2 separate regions of the Sus scrofa genome follow, and region 2 is linked to region 1. A link is a contact called in public HiChIP or PLAC-seq data. All regions are on one chromosome and are shown on one strand. Each heading gives the region's core, a stretch centred on a gene start, on an enhancer-like site or on the middle of the called end of the contact. The rest is flanking DNA. Distances are from core to core; before and after follow the strand shown. Region 1 has its middle 25 kb from the start of IGF1. Region 2 overlaps GNPTAB (N-acetylglucosamine-1-phosphotransferase subunits alpha/beta).

Region 1 (4,916 bases), core at 1,206-3,705:
TGATAATTTGCACTTCCACCAAGAATGTCTATTTTCCTTTCCCACTTCAATTCCATTCCCACCCCAAGCCACCATCAGTTTTATTATTTATTCATTCATTTACTCATTAGTTCATTCATTCAAAAATACTTGTTAAGCATTTCCTGTGTCAGGCCAGCCCTGAGATATAAGACAGAGCCTTGGAGATCAGACATGCTATCTCTATCACCTTTCCTCACCTCCTGTAAACTGACATCTAAACTTCTTTTAAGAAAGGGAAGCCTTAAATATACGACAGGATACCATCAAACTCCTAGAAGAAAACATAGGCAAAACACTCTCTGACATCAACATCATGAATATTTTCTCAGGTCAGTCTCCCAAAGCAATAGAAATTAGAGCAAACATAAACCCATGGGACCTCATCAAACTGAAAAGCTTTTGCACAGCAAAGGAAACCAAAAAGAAAACAAAAAGACAACTTACAGAATGGGAGAAAATAGTTTCAAATGATGCAACTGACAAGGGCTTCATCTCTAGAATATATAAACAACTTATACAACCCAACAGCAAAAAAGCCAATCACCCAACGGAAAAATGGGCAAAAGACCTGAATAGACATTTCTCCAAAGAAGATATACAGATGGTCAACAAACACATGAAAAAATGCTCAACATCGCTGATTATAAGAGAAATGCAAATCAAAACTACCATGAGATACCACCTCACACCAGTCAGAATGGCCATCATTAATAAATCCACAAATAACAAGCATTGGAGGGGCTGTGGAGAAAAGGGAACCCTCCTGCACTGCTGGTGGGAATGTAAACTGGTACAGCCACTATGGAGAACAGTTTGGAGATACCTTAGATCGGGAGCTTGGAATTATCAGACACAACTTAGAATAGATTTACAAGGAGATCCTGCTGAATAGCATTGAGAACTTTGTCTAGATACTCATGCTGCAACAGAACAAAGGGTGGGGAAAAAAATGTAATTGTAATGTATACATGTAAGGATAACTTGATCCCCTTGCTGTACAGTGGGAAAATAAAAATAAATAAATAAATAAAAATTTAAAAAATTAATTAAAAAAAAGAAAAAAAAGAATAATTAATGAGTATAAGTAATTCAATAAAATACATATTGTAAACTCTTTAAAATTATAGGTTTTATTTTCAGTGTAATTAAGCTTTAAGTGTATTTCACCATGATTAATAAATTCTCATATTTTCTCATATAAAAAAAAAGAAATCTATACATAGAACTTCCATATGACCCTGCAAGCCCATTCTTGGGCATATATCCAGACAAAACTCTACTTAAAAGAGACACATGCCCCCGCATGTTCATTGCAGCACTATTCACAATAGCCAAGACATGGAAACAACCCAAATGTCCATCAACAGATGATTGGATTCGGAAGATGTGGTATATATACACAATGGAATACTACTCAGCCATAAAAAAGAATGACATCATGCCATTTGCAGCAACATGGATGGAACTAGAGAATCTCATACTGAGTGAAATGAGCCAGAAAGACAAATACCATATGATATCACTTATAACTGGAATCTAATATCCAGCACAAATGAACATCTCCTCAGAAAAGAAAATCATGGACTTGGAGAAGAGACTTGTGGCTTCCTGATGGGAGGGGGAGGGAGAGGGAGGGATGGGGAGCTTGGGCTTATCAGACACAATTTAGAATAGATTTACAAGGAGATCCTGCTGAATAGCATTGAGAACTTTGTCTAGATACTCATGTTGCAACAGAGCAAAGGGTGGGGGAAAAATGTAATTGTAATGTATACATGTAAGGATAACTTGATCCCCTTGCTGTACAGTGGGAAAAATAAAATAAAAAAAAAGAAAGGGAAGCCCAATATTTTTCTGCAGTTGGAGCCAAAGCATTTAAAATGAATAATCTCGACTAAAGAAACACACAGAATGAAGAAATCTGTACAACAATCTGTAATGGACAAGAAGAAGACTGGTGATCAAACCCTTCCCAGGTTTGCTAAGGGATGAGGTTGAAGAGAACAGGAGATGTTAGACCCTGCAAGTAGGTCAAGGGGACCTAGGACAGAAGATATTTTTCAGAGATTTTCACATGCTGATCTAGATGAGGGTCTGGTCCAGGACAAAATGAAGCTGCGTAAAGAGTAATTTTGTCATAAGGCTACAAATGTTTTGTTTTCATGATTTATGGACATGTTTTTGTTTTTCAGACTGCCTGTTTTCATAGTAAAGAGCTTTATTTCTGGAGCACAAATTAATGGAGGTATTACTGTTTTTAAAAGAACAAGAAGGAAAGTCACCCTTATCCTGGATGCCATGGTCTGCCTTCTCCGCTTCTAACCAGGGCTGGCAAGTCTTGCTGGGAAGTCCTTCCATTCTATAATCATGGATTCTGACCACAGCTGGGCCTTCCATGCTCTGGATAAAACTCATACTTGTCCACAGTCAATACTTCCCCATTCTTCTCAGCAGCTATTTCAAACTTCTCCCTTTCTCTTTAAACTCTCTGCTCTAATTTCTCCTCCTTGCTCTCAGCATATTAGCCTCTTTTCTCTTTTAAGGGAAAACCAGACAAGTCCACGGGCTCCTCTATCCGCAAACCTCTCCATATTGGCTTCCACCCTCTTTTCTCAGTTGCTGGCCTCTCCATCCGAGGACCTCAGCTATTTCATCTGGTCCCTTCCACTTCGTTACTTTTGGCCTCACCTCCAGTATCTTCATCTTCTCAAGGCTTTGCTCCAACCCTTTGTCTTAAGAAAATAAACATGCCCAGATTTCTCCCATCTTTACATACAAAGGCTTTCCCTGTTACTCCCTCTATCTGGCTCCTTCTCTCATTTCTTTGATAAATTAACACCTTGAAAGAATCATTTACCTCACTGCTTTCACTTCCTGAAATCATTTCCAACTCCTTGCATCTTCTTGCATCCATCCTAACGCAGACACAGATACTGTTCTCCTTTCCCTTCTTCAAATCTTGCCTTATTCAAAACGTCTATAGCTGTGTTGCTCAAAGGTAGTCCCTAGACCAATCAAAAAAAAAAAAAAAGAAAAGAAAGAAAAAAGAAGAAATAAAGCATCACCTGGGAACTTGTTAAAGACTTAAATTTGGGGGCCCCACCTAAGACTTGCCAAGTTAGAAACTCTGGGGTGGGGTTCAGCAATCTGGGTTTTAGCAAGCTCTCTAGGTGACTCTGATAGGCACTCTGAGTTTGAGTTCAGTACTGCTAACCTCTCCTCTTTCTTTTCAAAATTCTTTCCTTATTTGGTTTTTGTGAACTTGACATTGCTGGTTCTGCTTTTACATTTTAAGCTATTTCTTTTTAGTCTCTCCTTCTCCTGTGCATCCATACATATGGTTATTCCCGGTGCTCTATTCTCACACTATCTGTTCTGCCCATATGATGTCATCTATTTCCAACACTTCAGTTACAACCTGTATTCATCAGGACTCTGGGTTATAAATGGCAGAAAATGCAATTCCTCTTAAGGAAATCTGAAGAAAATTCAACAGAAGATAGAATTTATTGGCTCAATGTAACATGCGTGTCTTGATCCAGGCTCTTAAATAACATCATCAGGATTTGGCCTCATTCTTTTTGTCTCTCAGCTCTGCTTCCATCTGAGTTGGTTTTGTTTCCAGACCAGGTTCCTCCATGAGGCCCTTTGGAGCTCCAAAAAATCATGTTCATAGTTCTAGGGCCTCGGTGGTTTAGTGTCCATTCTGAATCAATCACTGTCACCAATAAAGTAGAATATGATGATTTTCCTTAAGCTTTTAGTCATATGACCACTCTTAAAGGTAAAAGTCAAGTCAATCTTATCAAGATTGATACTGATTTATTTAACATACATTGAGCACCTACTATGTGCCAAGTGCTGTTCTTAGTTCTGGGAATGCAACAGTGAGCAACATAGCTAAAGTCCTTAGACTCACAGAGTTTATATTCCAGGGGGAGATATAAGCAATAAACAAAGATAAGCATAGGAAGATAAAATCATGGAGAGTGATGAGGCTGCCTAGGCAGGACAGGGGTAACTTCTCAGGGAATATCAGGATGTTGTTAACAGAAGGATTAATGAATCCTAGGTGGGCAAAAACAAGAGATACAATCCCCAGGTCTACACTTTTACTGTTACATCCAATTGCCTATTGACCCTATCACTTAACTGGAAAATTGAAATGTCCCAAACTGAAATTAGCATAGTCCCCATTTTTAACTTCCTGTTCAGTTTTATTTGAATTGATTTGAATTGGTTTCTTCTCTCTTTCTTTCTTTCTTCCTTTCCTTCTTCCTTTCTTTCTTGTCTTTCTAGGGCCATGTCCCGCAGCATATGGAAGTTCCCAGGCTAGGGGTCAAATTAGAGCTGTAGCCATCAGCCTACACCACAGCCACAGCAACGTGGGATCAGAGCTGCATCTGCGACCTACACCACAGCTCACGGCAATGCTAGACCCTTAACCCACTGACCAAGACCAGGGATTGAACCTGTGTCCTCATGGATACAGGTCAGGTTCATTACCTCTGAGCCACAACAGGAACTCCTGAATTGATTTCTTTAAAGAAATAATTTTTTTAACTAACAGGGTTCAAGTCAATGTCTTCTCTCCACCCTTTCATATTGGAGATAATTAATAGCAAAGGGTAGTAGGATAGAAGCCACAAAAATAGGAGTAGAGAGAAGCTACAAAGACCGTTTTGAGAAGTTTGAGGTAGGAAGCTTGTAGAAAGACAGAGTAGAAAGAAATGACTTTCTTAAGAAGCCTCCTCCAACCCCCCCATGAAGCACTATGAGTAAAATTCTTAAATTTCTTTTTCGTATAGATATAGAATATTAATTTAGCCATTCTTAAAATTAAACGTTTAAATTTTAAATGGCTTCATTTGCCCATTGTCTCTAGCTTTCACCTG
Region 2 (4,982 bases), core at 2,328-4,827, 530 kb after region 1:
GGTGGCGATTGGGAGGAGGAAGAGGATTCAAGGCCATGCAGATGGGCAACCATATGTCCTCATTTGCTTCAGACAGGTCCAGTTTACTCCTGGTACAGTTATTAATAGTGTCCCTTTCCGTCCCCAGAATGCCCTAGTTTGGATGATACTTATCCTTTCACTCTGTATGTAGGAGATAAAGTTAACAGAACATGAGGCGGGGGTGGGGAGTAGAGTGAGTTGTGTAGGATATGACTCATGTTCTGCCCGAGGTGACCCAGTGACTGGTAACACCATTCACCAAATTAGGCAGTCTAGGAGGAGAAGCAGTAGGAGAAGTTCCTTTTTAAAATAAAAATAAAGTTAAAAAGTGAGTCATTGAAAAGTATTCAGGAAATCGCAGTAAAAGATGACAAAAATTGCGAAGGAAAGACCCAAATGGCTAGAGTCTGGGGAATACTGATGGAAGGTATCATCAGGCTGAGAAAGAACATCTTCCCTCCCTGAACCTCTGAACCGAGTTAGTCTCAGGGCCATTCATTAGGAAACCTGCCCTCATCTGCCATTCACACCAACTGCAGATGGAAAATTGAAATGGCCAATTAATTCCGGGTCTGGTTTCTCACTTCCCGTTTTCTTCCCTCCAAGTCACTGCTATGTCTGCTCCCAACAGCCAGCGACTTCTGAGTATCTTCAGCATTAATTGGATCACAGCTGCCCGTGGTCATTCAGATAGTCAAAATAACGCCGCACCACGCCAAGATCTAGTTAACTGAGTCTAGTCTGAAGAACACATCCCTTGGTTCGAGCCAAAGGTCAGGCAACACCAAAATGTTCTACCTCGTTTATAAGCCACATGACCCAAGATCCTTACTAATCTGTACTCATATTTGCCAACACCTCAGCTTTTTTCCTCCCCCTACAACGTGTCAACAACTGAGTAATTATTTAATAAACCTCAGAACATACCTCTGCTTCTTCTCTTGGCCGGAGAGACCCGGGATTTTCCCAGTTTCGGTTTCAAGGTGGCTCTGACTTCAGGGTTCCAAGTGCAGTCAAGTGGAAGAATAAATGCACCCACCAGAGCCTTTTGAGGGAACTTTCAAACAAAACTATGGCTTTTCAAGTATTAAGAGGGAATGACAGACTGAACTAAGCTCAGTATTCCTTTCAATACGCGTGTTAAAGGTTATGTTAGCAGCTGTCGAATCGCTGGCCAACTCTAACTACATCACTCTTCACCCTAAATCAGATGGTTTGGGTGGTACCCGGAACTTGCCTCTCTGGGCTGACTCTGAGCAATAGGATTATTCAAGAAGGTGATTTTTGGTTTTCCAGGCATTCCCATCACTTGTGCCATTATTAGCCTGATGAACAAGAGAACCCAGGACCCCAAGTCCTGAGACCCTCCTGCTGCTGCTGGTGGCTCAGAGAACTCTACCCCCTCCATCTGCATCTCCTGCTAGAGGTTGGACGCCAAGGCCATCTGTCTGACAAGTGTGACCGCTGAGGACCTGGGGGTAGCCTAAGTGGTGTCTCCTCTGTGTCCCACCATGACTGACTCCTTGGCAAGTAGAGAGCAGATGTTTCTGACCCCAAGTCCATCTTACTGCACCAGCCAGAAGCAAATGAGAGTAAGAGTTCAGGAATCTTTGGCCATATTGGGGTTCTTCAGGAGTCATGCATGGCTGTGGGAAAGCTCATCTCAAACTCCTACCAAAGGTTGGAGTGGCACATAAACCCTTCTGCTTCTACTTCTGATTCCTACTACCTACCCGCTGGCCTCCAAGTCTGAATGCACAAAGCTCAACCAGGATTCACTCTTGAAGCAACAAAACAGACATTTTCCTAAACTCACCAGTTTAGGGACTTCATTCCTCAGGGCCTTATATGATCCTACAAGAGCTGGTAAGTTAATTCATACTCATGTGGTAATGGTTGATAATCACACAGTCCTAGAGGAAAGGTTGACTGTAAAAGTCACAGCCTTGGGTTTGGTTCAACACCTATCATTTGGTACCTAACCTGGTGACAACCCAATTGCACCTTAATTTCCCCAGTAGTAAAATGTGACCAATTATAAGGAAATTACCTTCTCATAGTCTTTGATATGGTTGGATGCTCAATCAGTGTTAACAGGAGTTCCCGTCATGTCTCAGTGGTTAACGAATCTGATTAGGAACCATGAGGTTTAGGGTTCAATCCCTGGCCTCGCTCAGTGGGTTAAGGATCAGGCGTTGCCATGAGCTGTGGTGTAGGTCGCAGACTCGGCTCGGATCCCGAGTTGCTGTGGCTCTGGCGTAGGCCGGTGGCTACAGCTCCGATTCAACCCCCTAGCCTGGGAACCTCATTATGCCGAGGGAGCAGCCCTAAAAAAGGCAAAAAGACAAAAAAAAAAAAAAATCAGTGTTAATGCAAGCAGGTAAAGAAGTGTTCATGGTTTAACAAAACTGAATATGTGGTTTTGAAAAAAAAAAATGTGTGTTGCCTCACCATAGGTAATCCCCATTTTGTCTTATTGAAAATGACAAAAGGATTTTTGTGGACAGTGAAATTATTCTATATGATACTACAAGAGTGGATATGTGCCATTATACATTTGTCAAAACTCATGGAGGAGTTCTTCTATGGCCCAGTGAGTTAAGAATCTGGCATTGCCACTGCAGTGGTTTGGGTTGCTGCTGTGACACAGGTTCGATCCCTGGCTGGGGAACTTCTACATGCTGTGAGTGTGGCCAAAAAACCCCCCAAAAATCAAGCAAACGAAAAAAACACTCATGGAATGTGCACCATACCAAGAGTGAACCCTAAGGTATACTATGGACTGTGGGTGATGATGGTGTAGCAATGGAGGTTAAAATCCATGTTCCACTCTGGTGGGGGATGGGCAGATAGGGAGGCTGTGCCTGTGAGCCATAGTGGGTATACTGGAACTCTGCATTGTGCTCAGTTTTGCTGTGAACCAAAAGTACTCTAAAAAGTACAGCTTAGGAGTTCCCGTCATGGCTTAGTGGTTAGCAAATCTTATTAGCATGCATGAGGAAGTGGGTTCGATCCCTGGCCTTGCCCAGTGGGTTAAGGATCCGGCATTGCCGTGAGCTGTGGTGTGGGCCGCAGACGCGGCTCGGATCCCGCGTTGCTGTGGCTGTGGGCTAGGCCGGCGGCTACAGCTCTGATTGGACCCCTAGCCTGGGAATCTCCATATGCCACGGGTGTGGCCCTGGGAAGACAAAAAAAAGGTACAGCTTAATTTTGAAAAATGGCATAAAAGGTACATTTAGGCAAAATTAAAGCCTATTATTTTTAGGTAAGTTTTTTTTTTTAAGTTTCGTATAGCTTAAGAATCTGTCTCTCTCTCTCTGGCCCCTGCATCACTGGTATCCCCACTCATTGGGTCATTAACCACTGACCACCAAGCTACAAGGCCAGAAAAGACTAAAAGGCCCGTGGATTCCCCCGGGTTCTGTGATGGGTTAATTTACCAGAAAGAGGAAAGGGAATATTGTGGTTGATGATCGATGTCTGTAAAAGCAAAATGTTCTCAGAAGATAAGGAAGTGTGAGTGAAGTGGCAGCCCTTCAAAGAGATATCAAAAGAGAAAGTGGTCAGAAAAGGGATGAGATCAGAAGAGGCGGACACAGAGGCAGGACCGCAGTGAAGAACCCAAGGGAGACAGAGACGCTCTTGACCGTGAAAGGGGGAGAGTGGGTGCTAGAGGGGAGGAGGTAGAAGACAGTGGGGTTCCGCCGTCTGCGGAGAGGGGAGCAAACAGCCTCGCCCTCCCTGCCCCAGGGGGCAGCGTGGAGGGGTTTGTACAACAGCAGTGACAGTCGGCTGACCTCAGTTCCACACCTGTACTGCAGAATCCACACGATGAACCAATGAGTTGCCCAGGAAAGGTGAACTTACCATAGCATTCTCAGTTTAGACGGAAGTGTGAAATAGCTGGAAAGGTTTTCCAACAAAAAATTCTCAAGTAAAAAGTTTCCAAAGGCAAGATGATAGTATTTGTCAAATCACACACACAGTCTCCGTTTCTCCCAGCATTCCCACTGAGGGGAGTTCTCCCACAGATTTCCTTGCACCTGTGAGAAATGCTGGATTACAAGGTCCTGCACTTGTAATTGCAAAGTTTGGAAAGCACGACTGGTCATCAAATGGGGACTTGTTAAAGAATGGCACAGCCATACAATGGAATTCTGTACAGGGGTAAAACAACTAAAAACGGAAGCAGCTCTCTCTACTGATATGGAAACATCTCCGAGATACATTGCTTAGTCAAAAAAAGGCAGGCTCAAAACTGTTGGCAAGGTATGCTACATTTGGAGTACAAGTTAAAGGGGAAATATTTTAAAATGTATGTTTCTGCTTATATTTTCACTGAAAGGAGCCATCTGTCAGAAGAGAGGTGAAATGAGTACATGTTGCTTGAGGAAAGTACAAAGGTTTTCACTGAGTACCTTTTCATATTGTTTTGATTTTTGCATCACATCAATATATTACTGATTCAAAATTTTTAAAATAAGAAAACATGGTTCAGAGAGTAACAGCTGTGAGTGGGAACAGGTGACTCCCCACTTATCTAGAAATTATCTTTCCACCCCAACACAGAGTCCAGATAACAGTAGTTTACTGTATTGGCATATTAGGAAAACGCTTGGGTATCTGCATAAGTCAGGGCTCTTACAGGAGTAAGCACGAGAAATCCAGCTCAAGTTTCCCTAAATTAAAAAGAAACTCACGTAACTGAAGGGTCCAGAGGTGAAGCCAGCTGTGGGAATGGAAGACTCTGCTCATCGCTGAGGGATTGCCTAGGCCAAAGGGTTACCAGGCATCATCTCATAGCACCCTGGCCCATACCATAGTGGAGATGGCTGGGAGCCCCTTCGACATTTTGCAAGCATCGGTTTTGGAGGTCACTGCCACCCCCAATGTGTTTGGCATCCTGCTGCTCTTCATTTTAGAAGATGAATCTGCTGGGGGTGACCCAGGAACGTCAGAAG

The links. HiChIP or PLAC-seq counts read pairs in DNA pulled down with a chosen protein or histone mark.
Region 2: a contact with region 1 is called in an H3K27ac HiChIP or PLAC-seq map of alveolar macrophages. The contact joins two enhancer-like sites. A contact is called at or near these places in 4 of 47 Hi-C or Micro-C datasets (embryonic fibroblasts, mesenteric adipose tissue and subcutaneous adipose tissue) and 1 of 2 datasets of contacts at active chromatin or transcription factors (alveolar macrophages).

Annotation. Positions count from the first base shown.
Region 1 is chr5:81,753,581-81,758,496 of Sscrofa11.1, forward strand. No RefSeq gene overlaps it. Among named protein-coding and RNA genes, the nearest start is that of IGF1, 25 kb to the right of the region's middle. Within about 2 kb of position 2,456, at least 1 of the 83 cell types and tissues checked has an H3K27ac peak or open chromatin away from gene starts, as enhancers often do. A contact at or near this core is called in alveolar macrophages, where this site is marked.
Region 2 is chr5:82,283,829-82,288,810 of Sscrofa11.1, forward strand. GNPTAB (N-acetylglucosamine-1-phosphotransferase subunits alpha/beta) reads left to right here. Exons shown (of 28, transcript XM_021092670.1): 4 at 1-1,887. Among named protein-coding and RNA genes, the nearest start is that of GNPTAB, 22 kb to the left of the region's middle. Within about 2 kb of position 3,578, at least 7 of the 83 cell types and tissues checked have an H3K27ac peak or open chromatin away from gene starts, as enhancers often do. A contact at or near this core is called in alveolar macrophages, where this site is marked.